3 separate regions of the Mus musculus genome follow, and all the other regions are linked to region 3. A link is a contact called in public HiChIP or PLAC-seq data. All regions are on one chromosome and are shown on one strand. The core of a region is the stretch at or near the end of the contact, and the rest is flanking DNA. Distances in the headings are between cores, read along the strand shown. Region 1 holds the start of Cks2 (CDC28 protein kinase regulatory subunit 2). Region 2 holds the start of Sema4d (sema domain, immunoglobulin domain (Ig), transmembrane domain (TM) and short cytoplasmic domain, (semaphorin) 4D). Region 3 holds the start of Nfil3 (nuclear factor, interleukin 3, regulated).

Region 1 (2,700 bases), core at 145-2,644, 1.3 Mb before region 3:
CAAAGGGCTGCAGCATCAGGAAGGTTGAGAACCACTGCTTAGATAGTAATTAAAGATCTTTCAGAACAGAACTCATACCTCCATATTATTTGTGTTATAGAGTGTATGCTTACATCCTCCTATTTACATGTTGAAATTTTAATCCCACCTGTTGTCTCACGTGATAATATCGGTAGGCAATTAGCACCTTTATTATTTTAGTGCTAAAAATAACTTTAAAGTTGTGCAAGAAGTCAGACGATCTTGTGTTCTCTTTAACTGAGGGCCAAGTGAAGTCGGGAAACCTGTCGTTAAAAGATTGCAGGCACCTGATTACCCAACTCTATAAAAAAATAAAATTGTAGTTACATGCTGACTTCCGTTTTTATTATTTTAGACAGGATCACACTTTGCTATCCTACCATCTGTTAAAGATATTAGGCTGAAGCTGGACGGTGATGGGGCATCCACTTTTAATCCCAGCACTGGGGAGGCAGGGGCAGGAGGATCGCTGAGTTTGAGGCCAGCTTGGTGTACAGAGCGAGTTCCAGGATAGCCAGGGCTACACAGAGAAACTCTGTCTCAAAAACAAAACAAAACAAAACAAAACAAAAAACAGCCGGGCGGTGGTGGCGCACGCCTTTAATCCCAGCATTTGGGAGGCAGAGGCAAATGGATTTCTGAGTTCGAGGCCAGCCTGGTTTACAGAGTGAGTTCCAGGACAGCCAGAGCTACACAGGAAAAGCCAGTCTCCGAAAAAACAAAAACCAAACCAAACTAAAAAAAAAAAAGGAGGAGGGAGGGGTGTTGACCTGGCATTGGAGTACAGGGATTAAAGGTGTGGGCCAGTACGCCCAGCTGCCGTGGGTTACTTTGTTATCCTAACAGCCACACCAGAGCAATTCATCCACTGCAACAAATCGCAAAAATATTAAAAGAAAAATGACACCTGCTCATTGTAGAAAATGGTTGTTATATGTAACTTGCTGCACGAAACCACGACTTAACACCCTTTCAACTTCCTTTTACATGAGCACATCTTTTTAAGATGGGACTAGCTCGCAGCCAAGCGTAATTAGCGTTGCCATCAGGGGCAGCGGAGGGCACCTTACCCTCTGGAACGCTCCGCAGCTGGACTTCCCTGACCACAGAGACCGCCCCCCAGGCGTCTCGTGCCGCTCCGGCCCCCAGAGCCCCGGATACCTCATCTCGTGTCCGCCCACCACCCAACGGTTCTGCCCCCAGGCACGTTCTAAACCACTGCGCACGCGCTGCGAGGCACTTAACGACTCGGCTCCGCCCTTCTCAATATCTCTTGGGGTCGCCGGGCGCTCCTCGCTGAATCGTTAGCCAATCCTTACTCCCGCCCTCGCAATCTTGCAACAGGCTTCTGATTGGTTACCTGTCCTCGAGGTCTGCGCGGAGCGTGATTGGTTGGTGGCTTCGCCCAATCGGCGGAGGGCTGTCGGATTCAAATCCAGAGCGTTGGGCCTGCGGTCGTTGGCCTCATTCGAGTCGTTGCGTCGGCCCTAGGCGGACGTAGAGCCCCTTGCGCCCGGTTTCCTGATCCCGCTTACTCCTCTGCGCGCCGGCAGGATGGCCCACAAGCAGATCTACTACTCAGACAAGTACTTCGATGAGCACTACGAGTACCGGTGAGGAGCGCCTGCGGAGGAGGGCCGCGCTGGGAGGTCAGACCTGGTGGTCGGGACTCGGACCCCCTTAGAGGCCTCCGTCCGTCCGGGCAGCCTTGCTTTGTGTAGTGTTGCGGGGATCGCAGGAGATGGGGAGTCGTTAGATGGGTGGGCAGCGCCTAGTCTGGGAGTTCACGACCGCAAACCGCACTGGCCCGGACTGGCCGGGAGGGGAAGTCCCCGGAAACGCACCCGACGGGCATTATCGAGTGTCTGATGGGTAACGGCTCCAGACGCTGTAACACGGGGCGTTGTTAAAGGGCTTCAAGATCAAATTGAAAACTCGAGATTGCCTTCGGAAGGATTGGGGTGGTGGTGGCTACGTTACCTTCAACTGCTAGTCCATATTGGCCACGTTTGGGGCTTTTGAGGAAGTTTTGAGTTTTAAATCCTGAGATGCGCAGGAAGGTAGTACCTACGTTAATATAATTAGCAAATGGGATTGTGGAAAGTAAGGGAGGATTGTAGTTAACTTTATTGTATCCCTTATGACTTGGGGTGTGGTTTCAAAGGCCTTTCCGTCGCTGGGTTCTTCTGGGTTGGGATTAGAGCGTTGCATTCTGGGACACAGTCAAGGACTCCAGGTGGGTAAAACCTGTTCCTCCCTTGGGCAAATAGTGACCTTGTTTTCTGTTTGCTGCCCTTTTAGGTTAGTGTCCAGAATGCTGTTTGAGGGATGAGACACTTTTTAAAAGAGTGGCTTCACCGCCCCACCCCCCATTCTCTCAGTCCGCTAGTGTAGAAGTCTTCACAGCCAGAAAACTTTTTCCAGGCTGTTTGACGATGCACTAATGCTATAAACTTGAATGTTCTTAAGTAGGGAAGTCTCATGGGTTTTTTTTTTCCCCCTTACTAAAAAATTTAAATACATAACAGTCTTTACATAGTAATTACAAACTTCACAATGGTAACCATGTGATAATTGGCTTAATATTTGGTCGTTATAGTAACTCAGAACTTGGTTTGGAAATATCCAAAAATGACCGAAAGTAATTGTACTGTCTTTCTAAATTAGGCAAATAATTAT
Region 2 (2,700 bases), core at 43-2,542, 1.2 Mb before region 3:
TCACTTCACCCTCCTGGGAAGGAAACTTCCGTTTGGTAGCGCCTGGTAGACCCACAGCTGGGTCAGATGGCTGGCTACAGGCCCCCAGTCCAGTGAGAGGTTGGGCCACCCACGGGCCTGGGCTGTGCTCCACACAGTGAGGGTTTTCAAAACAAAAGCAGGACAAGTTCATGTGGCAAATGACCCAGTATGTAGGGGCAGGCCTTCACCACATGCTTCATTGAAAGCCAAAACTCCACATTCACCCACAGAGAGACTAAACAGAAAACATATAGAGGGCAGCTACGTGCTCAGCGCTGTTTTGTTTTTTGGCTGATTTTTTTCCCCAAGCCATAACTGGCTGAGCCCCAACAGAACCAGCCCCCTGCAAATCATCGGGCGCCAGCAACAGGTGCAGCTCGAGCTAAAGCTGGTGGTGGTTCCGGGCGGTTCTAGAATAACGCAGCCCGAATCTTCCAGGAAGCCACCGCCTTGCAGTGCCCACTGCCCGGCGGTGGCAACCTCACCGCGGCCGCACCTGTCTGAGTGCACCGCGCCACATCCGGTGCACCCGAGCCAAGGCCTGGGAGACCGAAATAGAAGCTGGTTAGGCCGGGGCTGGGAGCCCGGCTACGGGCACCGGGCCTGACCTGGGAGGCACCGATCAAGGAGTCAGCACCCGGGGGTCCCAGCGTGCAGGGCCTGGCTGGTCAAGTCGCATCCGCTGCCTGTCCCGTGTCCCTGCTCCAGCCACCTGCCTGCCAGGGCCTGGCGGGAGCTAGGGAAGGGACGCCGGAGAGAGATCCGGGCTGGGGTGGAACTGCAGAGAGGGTCTGGAAAACGCGGTGGAAATGTAGAGGGGGGTGAGGAATCCGGATGGGACTCAGAGGGGACCCAAAGGATCCTGATGCGAACGCAGAGGGAGTCCGGGGGCATCCAGGTGGGAATGCAGACTAGGTCCTAGCGGTGTGGGAGAACCTGGGGAAGAAGCTCGGAGAGGGATCCTGGGAGCCCCGAGGGGGTCGCAGGAGAGGCTCCAACAGGGTTCCTAGGTTTACCGCGGGGGCTCGCCGCGCTCCGCGCACCTGCCCAACCCCGCGCGCGCTCCTCCCGCGCCGGCCCAGTCGCTTACCTGGAGCGCGCGTCCGACCCGCGGAGGCTCTCGGCGGGGGCTGGCCAGGCCAGCTCCGCGCCAAGAATGGCGGCGGCGTTGGTGGCAGCGACGACAGAGGCGAACGGCGCCAGGAGCTTGAGTCGGGGAGGCCGGGAGACGCGCGGAGATGCTGCGGCGCGAGAGGGAGCGGAGGCCGGCGTGGGGAAGGAGGGCGCGGGGCTAGCGTGCAGGCCCCACCCCCTCTCCCTCCCTTCCCGCCTCCTCCCCTCCCCCTCCCGTCTCTTCCCTCCCTTCGCCCCTCCCCCTTCCTCCTAGTCCCTCCTCTCACCCCAACCTCTCTCCCTTCTTCCTTGCCCTCCCGCGCCCCGCCCCTGTCTTCACCTACCCCAGTCTTTTTCTCCTGCTCCCCTCTTGTTTCCTTTCTCCCTCCCTTCCTTTCCTTCCCCATTTACCTTCCACCACCTCTTCCTCTTTTCATCCAACTCCCTCGTCCTCTTCCCCCGTGTCCCCCCCCCCCCGTCCCCCATCCCCCAAAGCCCCATGGTCCAGACCCCAGGGGCTCTTTCCTACCCAAGTCTGGTCTCTTGAAAACAGAGGAGATTACCAGCAAAAGGAGCCTTTTGATCCTTTCAGCCTCCTAATGATCCAGCCTGCTCGTCCAGGTCCCCAAAGTCTCCTGTGCCCCATGCTCTGGGGTCACCAGCGTTGACCCCAGAGATGCTGGGCTCTTACCTTTATGATCTAGGATAGACCCTTTGGGGTTCTCAATGCAAGGTGTGGGTGGTTCTTCCCATGGACCAAGGCTTCCTGTATGCAGCTCCCGATGAGATACATTTCTAACTAATTCTGGGCCTTCCGAAGTTGGTTGGTACAAAGGGTAGACATAGCCAGGTCCTTAACATGCTTTCTGAGGTTGGTGCTCCAGAACCTATGATTAAAAAAAAACCCAGACAGTGGTGCTTTGTTGTAATCCCAGTGTTGAGGCAGAGACTATTGGTGGAACCCTGGATGGAGTTCACTGGCCAGCCAGCCTGCCTTACTTAATCCGAAGTCAGACTCAGATTTCAGTAAGGGACCCTGTCTCCTAAAACTAAGTGGACAACACCTGGGTTGACCTCATGGCATATTGCATGGGTACACACACACAGACACACACACACACTGCAGCCACAGGGCATGTCCTTTTCTGCCCTTGAAGGGAGAAGTGACCCTCAGTTCACACAGTAACTGGCCAGGTGGGAAGTGCTGCCCAGAGACACAGTCCCTCCCTAAAAGGAAACCCAGTTCCTTAATGAACCTGCCGGAAGAACCAAGAAATAGATCAAGACCAGTCTCTAGGCAGACTGGTGGCTTCCTGAATTCCAGAAGGCCCTTAGGGGCTTCCAGCAGGGATGAGGCTGTTGGGAAGGCAGGCAGCTGACAGCAGTTAAACTGAGCAAGCCCTTCCTAAAGGATAGAAGGTCCTAGAAAGAACCAGGAAGCTTCTTCAGGTTAGGTGTGCCAGTCAGTGCTGGCTCAGAGAGCACAATAGGCCTACTAGAGGTCAAAACAGTAGAACCAACCAGAGGAGGGTCGGTTGTCTTTGCTCTAGGGCTGTGTTTCTCAAC
Region 3 (2,700 bases), core at 25-2,524:
CTCAACAGCCAGCAAATTCGGCAGTTACATAACCTCACATTTCCAGGAATCTAGTAATGATTTGTCTTGTGGTGTCTTAAAAAAAAAAAAAAAAAAGCCAATGACGATAAGGTGAGAAAAAAAAAAAAGAAAGAAAGAAAAAGAAAGGCTGATGAAACGCATCGCATTCCAGTTGGGAAAAGTGGGGAGGCAAACGTCACAATGGCTCGTCCGGGTTTTAAAAATAACACCTCGGAACATTTAAGGAGCCCCCCCTCCCCCGCGCGCATTAGTGTCCAAGACTAGGATTTCTTCTTTCTTAATAATGAACTCCATAGAATCGTTTTTTAAAATATGCGTATTTGGGACGATACAGAGGTACCAATAAGGATCTAATAGCCAACGCTGCGCTAAAATGACCAAATCATTGCACACAAATCACACGCGCACATTCTCACATCAGTTCGTCCTCGGTGCCCACGTTTCATCGCTGGCCCATTATGCAATGTAAGAAAGGACACATCCCTCCACCTTCCCGAGGGCTCGTAAAACACGGTGACGACAAACGGGTTGGAAAACGTCGGTGCCGACACAGCGCCTGACACAAACAAACGCCGCGCAGGCATCTCCGATTGCCGTCACCGTTGGTACTCCCAATCCTCCTAAGCAAATCAAGACTCAACCCTCCCCTTAGCTGGCCCGGATTGGGGACTAGCGCGGAGAGACCCCGGAGAGCAGGGCAAGTCGTCTGGCTGCTAAAAGGATCGGCCTCCACTCCGCCTCCACGGCGCGCTCTTCGCCACCGAAACATCAATTTTCCTGAAATCCGGAGACATTATGCAATAGCGGGGAGGAGGAGGGAGCGCGCGGCAGCCCGGGCTACGTGCGGGCGCCAGGGCGCTGCAATCAAAGCAGCTACCTTAAGGTGGCGAGTCCCCCCTCCTGCCAAGGCAGCAAAAGTTTATGTAATGCATGCCCCGCGCACACTCGCCGCCTCCCGCCAGCCCTGCGCCGCGCCCGCACGCATCCCGCGCCCTACGCCCGCCGGCCGCGCGCTCCAAGAGCGGGCACGGAGCAGAGCAGGGCCCCCGGGGCCGCCGGTGGGCGGAGCGCTTACCGTGGTTCTGCTCCCTGGTCCGTGAGGGGGAAAAGAAAGGGCGGCTGTAACCGGGCTGGCGGCGCCGGGGCGCGATTCAAGCTCCGCCGGGCCCTCAGCGGGCGGTGGCGAGGGCGCGGCGCGGGAGACGAGCGGGCGCGCCGGGTCCGCGGGCGCCGTGGCCGCGCCGAGAGATGTGTGTTAGTAGGTCAGTTCCGAGCGCCGCGCTACGTCGCCGCCCGCCAGCCCCGCCGTGACGGGCGGCGGCCGCCCCAATCGCCGCGCCCGCGCCCGCCCCCGGCCCGCCGCCACTGGCCGCGCCGACAGGGGCGGGCTCCCCACCGCCCCGCCCCGCCCCGCCCCGTCCTCTCCGCCGCGGCGCCACTGGCAGTCCGCGTCCTTCTCTGGCCGCGGCCGCAGCTGCTACCCGCTGTCCGTGGGGACCCAGGCCGAGCGCTATGTTGCGCAACGGGACGCACCGCGGAGCAACCCGAGGCACGCCTAAGAGGAGCCCAGGACCCTTTTGCCCATTGCCGGCCGCGCCCTCCGGGTCGCTGCGCTCGCTCCGTGGTGCCAGCACCTTTTTTTGTTTGTTTGTTTCCCGGAGAGCCACAGAGGGCCGGGCTACCTGTTGCCAATAGAACCCCGGGTGAGGGCTATGGGGACACGGGCGTGGCGGGGACCTTGGCCTCCTTGTGCCCACGGTCCCCTCTGAGACCGGGAAAGGGGCGCGGCAGCCGGGCTACTGAAATGTCCCGCTCCTCTCCCGGGCAGCGCCGCAACGGTAACACAAACAGCGCTCCCGACACAATTAGGGCGAAGACGACCCCTACAAAGTTGTTGCGTAACACGGTTGGGAAACCAAGCTAGACCCGGTTGGTCTGTGTCCCCGACCACGTGGAGAGGTGGCGGCTGTCTCCGAGGACCTGAGAGTCCGCGGCCTCGGTGTCCCCGGCTGGGAAACCTACCCGCTTTCGGTGCTCGGGCTAGAGCAAGCCACGGAGGGCATTCCCCAAGCATCTTGAACTGGTAGTTCTCCTCTCCTTTCGGTTCTCAGTGAACACGCCAGCCAGCCCCCACCCCACCCCCCTTTCCCCAATTCCTGGGATGTACAAAAGACATAAGGAAATGGGAGACAGAGCATCTGGTGGCATGTTCTTAAGTCAGTCATCGGGTTGGCTATTGTAAAGGAACGTGGCAAACACTCCCCGCGTTTACAGACACGTAAGATTATAGCCGGCCTTGGCAAAGGGAGCCATATTCCTGACAGTGACGCACGCGCTTGCCCAAATACGGAATGTGGCAGGTGGCAAGGTCCTTGAGCTCGGACTGTGGGACCTGGGCTCGAATGATTCCCTCACTCAACCCCCTCCTTTCTCATTTTTCAAAGAAAGCAAACCCCAAAATAAAGAGTGAGTGTGCGGGACCCCCACCCGGAACATCTCACCAAGTGGATCTCTTTCCATTTACTCAAGACACACAGTAGTAACTCCACAAATAATCTCCGAGGCACATCCAGTGGTGATTTAAATGCCATTCACCGTTGGACTTTTGGACGCCTTCACAGGGCAATAATGATGGAGTCTAGCTGGTAAAATACCCCTTAACCAATAAAGCCCCCATAG

The links. HiChIP or PLAC-seq counts read pairs in DNA pulled down with a chosen protein or histone mark.
Region 1: a contact with region 3 is called in an H3K4me3 HiChIP or PLAC-seq map of pro-B cells, with 6 times the contacts expected there. The contact joins the promoter of Cks2 here to the promoter of Nfil3 in region 3. A contact is called at or near these places in 2 of 39 promoter capture datasets (neutrophils and pre-B cells), 3 of 484 Hi-C or Micro-C datasets (CD4 T cells, LSK cells and Th1 cells), 4 of 115 datasets of contacts at active chromatin or transcription factors (hepatocytes, large pre-B cells, microglia and 1 more) and 2 of 9 other capture datasets (adipose tissue and liver).
Region 2: a contact with region 3 is called in an H3K27ac HiChIP or PLAC-seq map of thymic regulatory T cells, with 6 times the contacts expected there. The contact joins the promoter of Sema4d here to the promoter of Nfil3 in region 3. A contact is called at or near these places in 3 of 39 promoter capture datasets (embryonic stem cells, liver and pre-B cells), 4 of 484 Hi-C or Micro-C datasets (B cells, CD8 T cells and embryonic stem cells), 4 of 115 datasets of contacts at active chromatin or transcription factors (astrocytes, embryonic forebrain, embryonic midbrain and 1 more) and 1 of 9 other capture datasets (embryonic stem cells).

Annotation. Positions count from the first base shown.
Region 1 is chr13:51,643,838-51,646,537 of GRCm38.p6, forward strand. It overlaps Cks2 (CDC28 protein kinase regulatory subunit 2), which reads left to right and starts at 1,395. Exons shown (of 3, transcript NM_025415.3): 1 at 1,395-1,634. The coding sequence starts at 1,576.
Region 2 is chr13:51,792,386-51,795,085 of GRCm38.p6, forward strand. It overlaps Sema4d (sema domain, immunoglobulin domain (Ig), transmembrane domain (TM) and short cytoplasmic domain, (semaphorin) 4D), which reads right to left and starts at 1,293. Exons shown (of 16, transcript NM_013660.5): 1 at 1,112-1,293.
Region 3 is chr13:52,979,765-52,982,464 of GRCm38.p6, forward strand. Nfil3 (nuclear factor, interleukin 3, regulated) reads right to left here and starts at 1,275. Exons shown (of 2, transcript NM_017373.3): 1 at 1,097-1,275.